3 separate regions of the Sus scrofa genome follow, and regions 1 and 2 are each linked to region 3. A link is a contact called in public targeted proximity ligation data. All regions are on one chromosome and are shown on one strand. The core of a region is the stretch at or near the end of the contact, and the rest is flanking DNA. Distances in the headings are between cores, read along the strand shown.

Region 1 (4,147 bases), core at 1,366-3,865, 220 kb after region 3:
GTTGAGTGAATGCACGAGTGACTGCTGCTGGCCACATAATTGTCCAACAAGTGACTAAGGGAGGGAGGAAAGGAATGAACAAATTAATAAACCAATCATTCGTGCAAAATGAAGATGATACGAGAACCTACCTTGTGTGGCTGGTGGGAGAATTAAATGGGAGAATGCATATGAAACCCTTAGCACAGTGCCTGACACTAGCAGGCACACAGTTTCAGCGGGTGCTCTTATTACGTTTCCCCAAGTGTGTGGTCTGTGTGGACAGCCATGACAAGATACCACCCTAGATGACTTAAACAGCAGACGCTTATTTTCTCAGCTCTAGAGGCTACAAGTCCAAGGTTAAGGGGCAGGCAGGGTTGATGTTTGATGCGATCTCTCTTCCTGCCATGCAGACAGCTGCCTACTTAGCATTTTCTCACGTGGCCTCTTTTCTTTGAGGTAGGAGAGGGATTTCTGGTGTCTCTTCCTCTTCTTCTAAGGACACCAATCCTGTGGGATTAGGGCCCCACCCTTTCGACGGCACATAAATGTAATGACCTCCTTAAAAGCCCTGTTTTAAGAATCACAGTCACACTGGGGGCGGGGGGTGGGGGGAGGAGGGCGTCAACATAGGAATTCGAGGAGGGGACAATTCTGTCTGTCACACACAGTAAAGACTCAGACTTGGCTGTTGCCGTTATTAGGCCTAACCTTGTCACTAAGCGACGCTGGAACCATCCTTTCCTGAGAAGAGAAATTGGAACCATCCCAGTGTTCTGGAAGATTGGATGGACTGCCCGCAGCATATGTCCTCACACATGGCGGTGCCTGTCTCGTGCTCTGCAAAGACCCCAGCAGTCATCCTGTTACTCTCTTCTATTAGACAAATAGGCAATTCACTAATGCTTCTTTACTTTAAAAAACACTAAAAAGGCAAAGCAAAATACCTCTCTCTGAGGCTTCCACAAAACAGGTGCCCTGGGTGTGGAAATTGACCCTGTGAACCTGCTGTTCCGTGTTAGCAAGTGCGCTAACTAGATCTCATTTCTTTTTCTCTCTTCTTTTTCATCTCCAAATCTGCCTGGAAGACAGTGAAAAGCTCATTAATTTGAACGCTGCTAATTTGGACTGTGTAACATTGCCTCCGAGTTCGGCATGCAGTGGAATTCGTGAAGGAAATTCATTGCGGGAACATAATTGGAAAAGACAAGTCTTGGAGGGCCGGGAGGTACCTGGAGTGATCCAGTCCTTTCCCTTGGTAGCTTTTTGTGTTCAGATGAAGCAATTGAGACCCAGCAAGTGGACTTGGCTCCTCCAAGCTCACCCAGTGGAATTGTTTCCCCTCTTTCAGGACAGCAGCCTAATGCACAGAGTCTTGTTTGTGTGTGAAAGACACAGGCACTTTACAACCGTGGGTTCCTTTCACTGTGTGGAGCTTCACATATTAAAAGTACATTTAAAAGAATATTCTGCATTGCAAGCTTTCCCCTAATTGTGACTGGCCTTCTCCCAAGTTAGTTTGAGCTATTTTGGTGAGGTTTTATAGTGATTTAATAAGAAAAGCTTCTTAAAAAACCTCGTAAAACCTTCTGTTCAATTCTTTCTAACCAGCACTCCCTCTTAGAATTATGTCACTAACAGCTTCTTTTTAAAAGGCCAGAACGTTTGTCTATTCATCTGAACCTTAAAAGCAGCATTCATGGAACCCCTGAGAAACAAGACGTGGAATACTTTATAGGATGGGGGAAGAGTGAATGAAATAACGCGTGTGAAAGAGTTCTATACATTTGGGAAGCATATGCAGATGCTTTATGTTTTTCTTAATTGCCATCTCTGGTCTGGGCAGCCCCCAAAGCCTGGTCCAAATATGCTTGTGGCTATCAAGGCAGCATTTCCTTGGAGCTTCCTCAGGGAATGGGCTGTTTTTCCATGTGATTTTTTTAAAAAAGTAAATGAGATGCTTATTTATTAATCTAAATCAAGCCGCACATCCTTTCTCTGGAGTCAGACCCGTTAGGGTACCAGAGAGCAATCGGCAGATGATTTAGTGAGCCCGGGTTCAGAGCCCCATTGAGGCAGAAAAAATTATAAGGTGTTCTTGGCCTTGGAACTTGAGGAAGTCTCTGCACAGTCGTGGTGAACAAGGGTGGGGCGCCCCCAGTACTGGGGCTGGAGGGCGCTTCTGAACCTCTCCTTCTTGAGTAGTTCATGCATCGTTAACTCCATTTTGGAGTTGTGGAAGATGAAGGCTTATTCCCTATTCCTAAGCCCGGTTCTCTGCTTGGTGAGACGATGGTGATGGTGGTGATACAGCAGTGGAAGTGGTCAGAGCCAGAAGAGTCGTTTGGGCCTGTGTTCCTTGCACACTCACTGTGTGCCAGACACTCTTCGGGTGCTTTGCTGCCAGCTGAATCCTCACAACCCTAGAATGTAGAAACTTTGTTGGACAGGTGCCAAGGAACAGAGAGGTGAACAACTTGCCTGAGGTCACACAGCCGGCAAGGGACAGCAACGGGAAGTCAACTCTGGCCATCTCATGCCCCCTCGCTGCTGGCACAGGGCTCTGTCTCCATCTGCCAAGGCTCCTGCAAGTCCCAGAACACATGCTGCTCCCCACATGGTGACTCAGAGGCCTGGGAGCAATGCGTGTCAGGGCCTCGGCCTCAAGTCTGAGGTCAGGAGACAGGAGACGGCAGTGCTCTTGCTTAATCCCCAACGTCCCATTTTTCCTGAGTTTCCTTCGGGGGCCTTATCTGCAGCTGACAAGTGCTGACAGGTGGCCCCTCACCTCACGGGGCCCGCGACCACATGCGCCTAGACCGTCTCGTCAGGGTTCAGTTTTTTGCTTTCAAGAAAAGACAAAAGGAAAAAAAGGTTTCTCTTTTCAGCTGTCAGGGTCACAACATGAGCCTCTCAGAGCTTGCTGAGTGTGGAAGCATTTCCGGTTTCCTTCTCAGAAAGCAGCAGTGGGGCCACTGGTATCAGTGCAGTGAGTTTCTATTATCCAGGGTGATGCAGCGTTGACTTCGTCTGATGGAAGAGGCCCAGCACCAGCGGTAACGAGGGCTTCGTTTCATTTGCGCTGGCCTCTCCCTCCCTCTTGAGTCTCATCTCAAGCCCCTCTTCCCCTTCCCACTATACAGGCCCTGGCTCAGTTCTCCTGCTGTACTGGCTTTTTCCTGCCTCTGGGCCTTTGCACATGCTATTCTGCTGCCTGAAAAGCTTTCTCCTCTCCTCCCCTCTAATTGGTGGACTCCTGCTCAGCCCGAGGACCTGTTCTGTGGTCTCTTAGCCCCTTTACCTCTCTTTTTTAGCCCTTTACCGACTGTAATTATTTTAGTTTTCGTTATTTAAGTGCCTTCTTCCCTGTTGGTCGCCAGGGTCTATGCTGGGTGCCTCTGTGCCTGCTTTGTGGCTAATGTTGTTCCTGAAACAGGGTGAGGAACCTGGGGAGATGGGGTGAGAATGGGGTACCCCAAGTTTCATAAGAGCTGGGTCTCCTGCTCAAGCTACTCAGTGACTCCTTTTCCATCCATCCTAGATCCCAGAATGACACATAGGAAAGTGGTGAAGGTGAGAACTCTAGACCCAGGCTGTCTGGGTGTGTATCCCAGCCTTGCCTCTTACTGGCTTTATTTATTTTTTTTTTTATTGCCACCTCACAAATGACCACAAAACTTAGCGGTTGACAGCAACACACATTTATTATCCCAGTTTCCATGGCTCAGGAGTCTGGGCAGGCTTGGCTGGGCCTCTGCGCAGGGTCTCACCAGGCTGCAGGCCAGGTGTCTGCCAGGGCGACGGTCCATGCCAGGCTCAGGTCCCTTTCCAAGCTCTCGTGGTTATTGGCAGAACTCGTTTTCTTTTAGCTGTCAAAAATCACAGCAGCTTGGTTTTTCCAGGCCAGCAACAAGAGTCTCTCTGAGCATATAGAAAGGCTCAGCCCTACTTAAAATGCTTACCTAATAAGGTCAGGCCCATCCAGGATACCTTTCTTTTAGATTAGCACAGTCAACTGATTAAAGACCTTAACATCTGCAAAATCCCTTTGCTTTTGCCCGATAATGTCCCATAATTATGGAAGTGATGTTCCATCATCTTCCCAGGTCCTCTGTGCTCAAGGGGGAGAGGATTATACACGGCCTGTACATCAGAGGGGCAGGAA
Region 2 (4,139 bases), core at 202-2,701, 160 kb after region 3:
CCCATGGTTGCAGGCAGGATTTGGTTCCTTGTAGACTGTTGGATTTAGGGCCTCAGTTCCTACTCTCTGTTGGTTGGAGGCCTCCTTCAGTTCTTGTCAGTGGGTGTCCCCATCAGGCAGCTCACAGCATGGCAACTTGTTCCATCAAAGCCATCAAGAGAGAGTGATGGCAGATCAGAAGTTGTTATTTTATGTGACATAATCACAGAGGTGCCATCTCCTCACCTTGGCTGTATTCCATTAATTAGAAGGAAGTTGCTAGGCTAGCCCCTGCTCAAGGGGGAAGGGAAATTAGACAAGGCTGCGACTCTCAGGATTTGGGGATTGTTGAAGGTCATCTTAGAGTCACAGGCAGCAAGAAGGACCAAGGGTGGGAGAGGAAGGACAAGCTAGGTGGCGGGAATGGCATGTGCAAAGGTACAGAGGCACAGGGACCCATGTTCTATGGAGGAAGTGCCTGTCTTGGTGGGTGTGGCAGACCAGTGGTTGGTGGAGTGATTGGAGATGAGAAGGGACCAGAAGCAAGGATATGTGAGCTCTGGTGCTGGCATCACTGCCCTGGCAATGACTGAGGATGTGTCCTTTGCTCTAGGCTTTTATTTCCTCTGCTGAATAAAATGAGACCAGGCACTTTCTCCTGGGTGCCAGGGATCCTGGGGTTCCACCAAGGAACTCCAGGAGCTGCTGGGAGGATGGAAGTGTAGAGAGGTGAGCATCCCCTTCCCACCAGAGCAGCTCACCTTCAACCTCTGTTCCGGCATGGCTTTTCTGCCCCAGGTTTTCGTTTAGCCGAGACTTCTATGACACTGCCTGTACTTGTTGCTCTCGGAGGGCCTTCCTATGTCAGGGTTCATATGGGCTTGAGCCAGGACCAGAAGTGTGCATTCTGAGCCAGTCAATTACACTGGCATTGTTTTCCCATCCAGAATTACGAAAAAGGGGGACCTGAAGCTGCACTGGGCTGGTGGAGGTGGGGTACCAAGTTGTTAGAAAACCAGTTTTTAAGCTTGTGATGAGAACTATTTCATTCACCGGCCCCCTCACTCAGCCATCCGTTCCTTTGTTCATCCAGCGCTATTTAACATCGCCATGGGGGTCTTCTCTGGTCCACCCCCGACCCCCAACGTATTTCGTTAATGCCAAGCGCATGGCATAGGAAGCTCCAGTTCCAGCCACAGCAGGCAGGAGGTGATACCCAAGCTTCTCCTCCCCTTGGGGCTTGCTCTGTTCCTTTGATCTTGCAACATCAGGGTCATGGTCCCTCCCCATGCCATGGGAAGGAGTATCTGTGGGCAGAGTGGGCAGCGAAGATGAGGAGGGTAAAGAGAATTGGATCCCTGGCAGCAGGAAATGTATTTGTGTGATAGGGTTTTCACTTTCCAGTGGGTTAAATTTCACGAATCTAGAAGAACCCAGAAGTCTCGCTGGTTTTCTAGACTCGCGGCGCATATCTTTGCCTTTTCCTCTTTCGCTTTCACTTCCTGTCATCCTCTGCATATTTTTAGCATTTATAAGAGATGCTGCTTCTTTGTAGGACTCGGAGTCAGGGCTGGTCCTGAGCCAGGAACGGACTGCTACTAACCAGCTATGGGACCTCAGAGCAGCCACCCGGCCACCCTAGGCTCAGGTGCCGAGGAGGGGGTTGGGCTGCATGATTTCAAAGCCCCTCCTGGCCACACCTGGAAGGCAGGGTTCGGTCTGATTCCTGTGTCCGGAAGCATTAAAATGCATTGTCTTCCCTGGAGCCAACTCTTGCTCCATTAAACAGCTTGTCCCCGAGGCAGATGGAGCTGGCAAGGGCCTGGCCTTAAAAGCAACAGGTTGAGTGCTGGCAGGCTCACAAAGGGAGTCTCTGCAGAGGTCCAGTCTCCCTGCTGCTCTCCAGGCAGGGGCTCCAAGGCCCTTGCACAGCTTGCAGCCCCGAGAGGAGCCCTGCCCTCGGGAGGAAGGGGTTACTGAGCCCAGGGGGCAGGGAGTGCTCCCAGAAGCAGACCCTGAAACACTTGACGGAGGTGGAAGATGAACCTGGGGTGAGCTCTGGAAGGACAAGAAAGACCTCTTAGGAACAGAAGATGGAGTAATGTCAGCTGATGCTATATTTATGCAAATTACTTATAATATTATCACCAGTCCTGGTAATGACACGCTGCCCCATCTCACAGATGGGAAACTGAGGCTCGGGGAGCTCAAGGGACCTGTCCCAGGTGACTCGGATGGACGGAGTAGAAGCCAGCTTTGGCTCCAACCTCCCCCCCCCCCCAACGCCCCTTTTCCACTGCTCCCCCCTCCAGCTGACAGATTATAAGGGGGACAGAGGAGGAGGCTCCGCATGGTTCTGGTGTTCAGGTTGGTTTGTTTCCTAGGGCTCTTGACTTGGGGGAGGCTGTGGGGGGCGTTTCAGGGGTGTGGACAGCCAGGACTGAGGCCCCAAACCAAGCCGAGTGCTTTGATGTGTCCAGAGAGCAATTCCCGGCACCGGCCGCCCTGTCCTCTGCTCACAGGGCTGTGCAATTATTGGTGCTCAGCAATATTTCATCTTCACTTTCACCCAGAGCCTCCCTCTGCTTTTGGCCATTGTCAGCCGCCTCCATAAATAAAGGGACGAAGGGCCGGTGGCCCAGCTGGTGGGCCTGCCAGAGGGGCTTCCCAGGCCCCTGAAGCCTCCGCATCTGTCTGCGACTTGAGACAGATGAGACTTCTGGAACCTGAGCCCTCGGTGCCTTCCCCTGCAAATCAGGGCTGTCCTGCTTGTCCCCCCTCTTCCCGACTCCCCTTCCCACGTGCATAAGATGAATCCGTCGTGCCATTCACCATCCCTCCCTTCAGGCAGAAACTCTTCATCTCAGGTGCCCAGCCACCGGGAGCAGCTCTACCAGAGGCTTTTCAGAGATGGTTTGAACTTGTTGTCCCAGGCGGGGGTGGGGCGGGGGGTGGAAGGGTGACGAAATGGGTGATGGGGTCCCAGAGCTATGAACTTCGAGTTTTAAAAAAAAAGTAAGTTTTGAGAATGTCTTGAATAGCCTGGTGACGGTATTGCCTAACCGACAGTGGCTAAGAGAGTAGATTTTCAAAGGTCTCAGCACAAGGAAAAAATATTTGTCATCCTGGTGATGAATGCTACCTATTAACTAGACTTATGGCGGTGATCATTTTGCAGTATGTGAAAATATCAAATCCTCCTGTTGTATACCTGAAACTAATGGGAAACGTCAATTACATCTCAATTTTAAAAAGGGAAAACATTTGAAAAATAGTTTTCAGCTTCTGTGTGGATGGCTGTTGCTAAGCAGAATACTCAGAGCCACCACAGAGAAGAGGCTCGGTTGGCGTTCCCTCTGTGGCACAAAGGGATCAGCGGCATCTTGGGAGCCCTGGGACGCAGGTTCGATCCCCGGCCCGGCCCAGTGGGTTAAAGATCCCGTGTTGCGGCAGCTGCAGCTTAGGTTGCGACTGTGGCTCAGATCTGATCCCTGGCCCAGGAGCTCCTTAGGCCTCGGGGCGACCAAAAAAGAAAAAAACAAAGAAGTGGTTGTGTCAGATTCTTTATGTGGGTCCGTGTGGAACTCTTATTTCCTGTAAGTGGGTGAGGATAGGCCTCTGAGGGCAGAGCTTGGGTCACACAAGTTTGGGTCTCCCTCTGGGCGTCAGAGGCTTGGGGTTCCTTAGCATCGTGCAGTGGGGTGGGGGTGGTTGGTGACGCCGTGAAGACTTTTCTGCCAGCGGATTCTGTTCTGTGTAGACCACATAGGAGACTCCCAGGAAAACCCCGGGGTCATCCTCCACATCAAGAGACTGTCTGGAAAGGAGGCCGACCTTGACCTTGAAGCCCCTGTGCGATCTGGTCCAGGCCTACCTCTCCCGCTCTCCTCCAGCCATGCCATTCCCCGCACGGGCCAAGCTCATCCGCATCTCTCAGGAGCCTTCATCCTTGGTGCTCCCTCTGCCACAAACACTCTTCCCTTAGAATCTCCCGTGGCTCACCCCCCCACATCATGAAGTGCCCCAAAGTCACCCCGTCAGAGAGGCCTTCTCAGCCACCACCGCCCAAAGAGCTTTCCCGCCCTCTGTTCCCTGACCCTGCTTTGGTGGCGTTCGGCCTCACCCCACTCACGCTACTGACCACCCCCCTGTGAATTTTC
Region 3 (4,099 bases), core at 748-3,247:
CAGTTGATTTTTGTATATTTATTTTGTCACCTGTGTCTTTGCTAAACCCCCTTATTAGTTTGAGAATATTTTTGTAGATTTCCTGGCAGTTTTCTACATGGACAGTCATGTCAACTGCAAACACATCTTCCTTTCTGGTCCAAATGCCTTTTATTTCCTTTTCTTGCCTTACTTCACTGGCTAGAACTTTGAGCACTCTTGTAAGAGTGGTTAAGAGTAGATGTCTTTGGGGGTTCCTACTACGGTGCAGTGGGTTAAGGATACGGCATTGCCTTTGGTGGTGAGGGTTCAATCCTCGGCCTGGCTCAGTGGGTTAAGGATCTAGTGTTGCCACTGCTGTGGCTGTGGTTACTGCTGTGGTGAAAATTCAATCCTGGATCCAGGAACTTCCGCATGTTGAGGGCTTGGCTCAAAAAACAAATAAAAAGGAGTAGAGGTCTTTGTCTTGTTCCCAACATTATGGGAAAGCATTCAGTCTTTCAAGATTAAGTAGAGTTTTGTGGGTTTTGGTAGATATTCTTTTTAGAAAATGTTCCTCCATTTCCACTTTTTCTGAGTGTTTTTAAATCACAAATGGGCATTGAATTTTGTCAAATGCTCTTTTCTGCATCAATTTATATGAATATGGGATTTTCTTCTTTAGCTTGTTAGTATAGTAGATCTCACTGATTATTTTCAAATATTAAATCAGCCTTGCATGTCTGGGATAAATTCTTTGTATATACTGCTGGATTCCACTTGCTAATATTTTATTAAGGATTTTGTATCTATATTCACGAAGAATATTGATCTTTAGTTTTCTTTTTTTGTACTGCCTTTGTCTGGTTTGATATCAGGGTAATACTAGGATAATACTAACTTCATAAAGTGAACTGGAAATGTGCCCTCCTCGTGTATATAGCGTTAATTCTTCTTTAAGTATTCTGTAGAATCCTCCAGTGACACCACCTGGGTGGGTGTGGAGACATCTTTTAGGGGGAGCTTTTAATTACAAATTCATTTTCTTAATAGTTGTACGTATATTCATATTATCTAGTTCACATTGAGTGGGTTACATTCATTTGTATTTTTCAAGGAATTGGTCCATTTTATCTAAATCGTCAAATAATGTGTATTCTCGACAGCTTTTTTTTTTTTTTTTTTGGTCTTTTTACCTTTTCTAGGGCTGCTTCCACGGCATATGGAGGTTCCCAGGCTAGGGGTCTAATCGGAGCTGAAGCCACTGGCCTACGCCAGAGCCACAGCAATGAAGGATCCGAGCCGCGTCTGCGACCTACACCACAGCTCACGACAAACCGGATCCTTAACCCACTGAGCAAGGCCAGGGACCAAACCCACAACCTCATGGTTCCTAGTCGGATTCGTTAGCCACTGAGCCACAACGGGAACTCCTCAACAGCTTTTTGAAATTCACTTTCCTCTGCTAGTTCCTCTCATGTTGCAATGAGATGCTGATTCCCCCACACAGCTTCCCCACCCTCAATCAGGTCACAGAGCTGATAAATGATGAAAAGAATTATTCTGTGTCTCAACCCAGAACCAGCATCCTGGACCCTCAGGCAGAGCCCAGGATGGGACAATCCCAATATAAGCTCACAGAGTTTCAGGAGGAACTGGCCATGGGCTTCTCGAAAGTGTCCCAGACCCGATAGGGAGGGAAACACCCTAAGTCACCTCCCTGGTGAGACCTCAGAGGAAGAAGAGCCCTTCCGGACCAGGTTTGAGAAGAAACGTTGAGGACCCTGGGCACCACTAGGTGGCGCTCAGCATGCACAGTTTCTCGCAGTGGCCGGCGGTGGATCCAAGAAGCTCTGCCTCGGAAGACAAGGCTGTGAGGCATTTTGTTCGTTAGAGAGATGAGCTCTAGAATTCAGAGCCTGCAAAAAGACCCCAGGGACAGAGGGCTGATGGCGTTTGCAACCCTCTCTGAGGCTTCCCTGCAGGCAAAGGTGCTATGGCTTGGGAGGGCGGAGCTGGCTGCCGGAAGTCAGAGGCGCCAAAGCACAGCTGCGGAGGCAAGAACATCCTCCCAGAGCTTCTGAGCGGTGACCCTCCAGCCGGTCCTGCCGCATCCTGAAGAATCTACGTCAGTCCCCTTCGAGGGCTGTTCCTCAGCGCCGTATCCCTCACACGATCCAGCCCCTCATTCAATACACTTTCAGGGAAGAGCCCTCTGCAGTCCACTGGGAGGCCGAGGGTGCTCCTGCCTCTGCCACCTGACTGCACCTCCGCCGAGTCTGGAGCAGCTTCTTTCCTAGATTCTGCGCCAAGTCCAAATCCTGACTCAACCTCTCACAGGCGGTGCCACCTTGGGAAGTCACTTAACCTTGTGACCTCAGCTTCACGTCTGCCACCTGGGGATGATGATGACACCATCTCATAAAGTTGTGACGCCCTAATTTAGGTTTTCATTTTCCTTCCTGTCCTGTGGAAAAGAGAAGAACTTTCCTTGGAGCCTCCTGCTCTAGGATGTGCAGGACCTAGTGAGCCCTCCATGGGGCTTTGAAGGTATTTTTATCATCACTCTTTTATTGCTACTCTTTGTGCCTTTTCTACCCCAGCCCTAGCGGCAGATGCATCCACATTCTACTGCTGCTCTAACAGATGACTACAAATGGAGTGGCTGAAAACAACGTACATTTGGCGTTCCCTGGTGGCACAGAGGGTTGTCACTGCTGTGCCATGGGTGCGATCCCTGGCCTGGAAACTTCTGCATGCTGTGGGTGTGGCCAAAAAGAAAAAAAAATGCAGATTTATTCCCTTGAAGTTCTGGTGTCCAGAGTCTATAAGCAAGGTGTTGGCAGAGCTGAGTTGTTTTTAGAGGCTTCAGGGAATAATTCGTCTCCCCATCTTCCAGGGCCACCCACATTCCTTGGCTCGTGACCCCCCCACCTTCTGGCATCACTCTGACCTCTGGCTTCCATCATCCCATCTTCTGCTTACCCTCATCCTCTTTCCTCCCTCTTCTAAGGATCCTTTTGCTTTGGACCCATTCAAATAATCCGGGACAGTTCGAAGCTCTGTGCCTTAATGATGGTAACCGAAGGGCAGAGGAGTGCTTCACAGGAGGCTCCAGGGAAAGTTCTTCTCTTTTCCACGGGACAGGAAGGAAGACGAAAATCGCTGAAGCAGTAGGCATGGGAAGATGCCACATGCAAAAGAGTTTCATCACAGCATGGCCTGTAACAGCGGACAACTCAAGGAAATCATAGACTTTGGTTAAGAAGGTGGTGGCGTATTGAGAAAAAATTGCTGTGCTGATATTTAAAATTATGTAGTGACTATAAAACATGAAGAAAGATTTGCAGAATAGTTTTGAGAGAAAAAATTATACACACAACTGTGTGTGTATATATGTACCTATGTATGTGTGGCCTATCTATCCGTGATTATAACCATGTAAACATTATGTGAGTTTATAAGAATTAAAGTCAGGAGTTCCCTTCGTGGCTCAGCGGTTAATAAACCTGACTAGGATCCATGAGGATGAGGGTTTGATCCCTGGCCTCACTCAGTGGGTTAGGATCCGGTGTTGCTGGGATCTGTGTTGTAGGTTGCAGACACGGCTCGGATCTGGCATTGCTGTGGCTGTGGCATGGGCTGGGGCTACAGCTCCGATTGTCCCCTAGCCTGGGAACTTCCATGTGTCGCACGTGTGCCCCAAAAAGCAAAAAAAAAAAAAAAAAAAAAAAAAGGAATTAAAATTAGAGGCCATTATTAATAAATGAAAATAATTACTTTGTAAGGCTGCTGGGATTTTGAACAGCTAAAAATACCCTGTAAACTATTCTACAGTAGCTTCTGCATTTTTTGTCCTCTAAGGACCCCCCACAGGAGTTTCTGAGCAGGTAACCATTGGCTGGTTGTCATCTTCCAGGGCCTGCTTGGTGAACCCATTATTCCGACGTCCCTGGTTCCACCCTTCAGAGATTCAGATGGACGCTGTGTGTGGCAGAGTGGAGAGACGAGCTGGCCTGCTTCCTGTCCTGCTCCTGGGTGGGCTAACATATCTCCAATTGTTTAACGCGGCTGGACTGGGCTTTTGATGGAGGCAGAAAGCATCATAACCTCAGCCCTTTCCACAGTTTCTCCTTAGCTT

The links.
Region 1: a targeted proximity ligation map of alveolar macrophages shows a contact between it and region 3. A contact is called at or near these places in 3 of 47 Hi-C or Micro-C datasets (embryonic fibroblasts, fibroblasts and retroperitoneal adipose tissue) and 1 of 2 datasets of targeted methods (alveolar macrophages).
Region 2: a contact with region 3 is called in a targeted proximity ligation map of alveolar macrophages. A contact is called at or near these places in 1 of 47 Hi-C or Micro-C datasets (blood) and 1 of 2 datasets of targeted methods (alveolar macrophages).

What each region holds. Positions count from the first base shown.
Region 1 is chr5:79,916,584-79,920,730 of Sscrofa11.1, reverse strand. All of the region lies in intron 2 of CHST11 (carbohydrate sulfotransferase 11), which reads left to right. Among named protein-coding and RNA genes, the nearest start is that of CHST11, 150 kb to the left of the region's middle.
Region 2 is chr5:79,971,808-79,975,946 of Sscrofa11.1, reverse strand. All of the region lies in intron 1 of CHST11 (carbohydrate sulfotransferase 11), which reads left to right. Among named protein-coding and RNA genes, the nearest start is that of CHST11, 95 kb to the left of the region's middle.
Region 3 is chr5:80,135,544-80,139,642 of Sscrofa11.1, reverse strand. No RefSeq gene overlaps it. Among named protein-coding and RNA genes, the nearest start is that of CHST11, 69 kb to the right of the region's middle.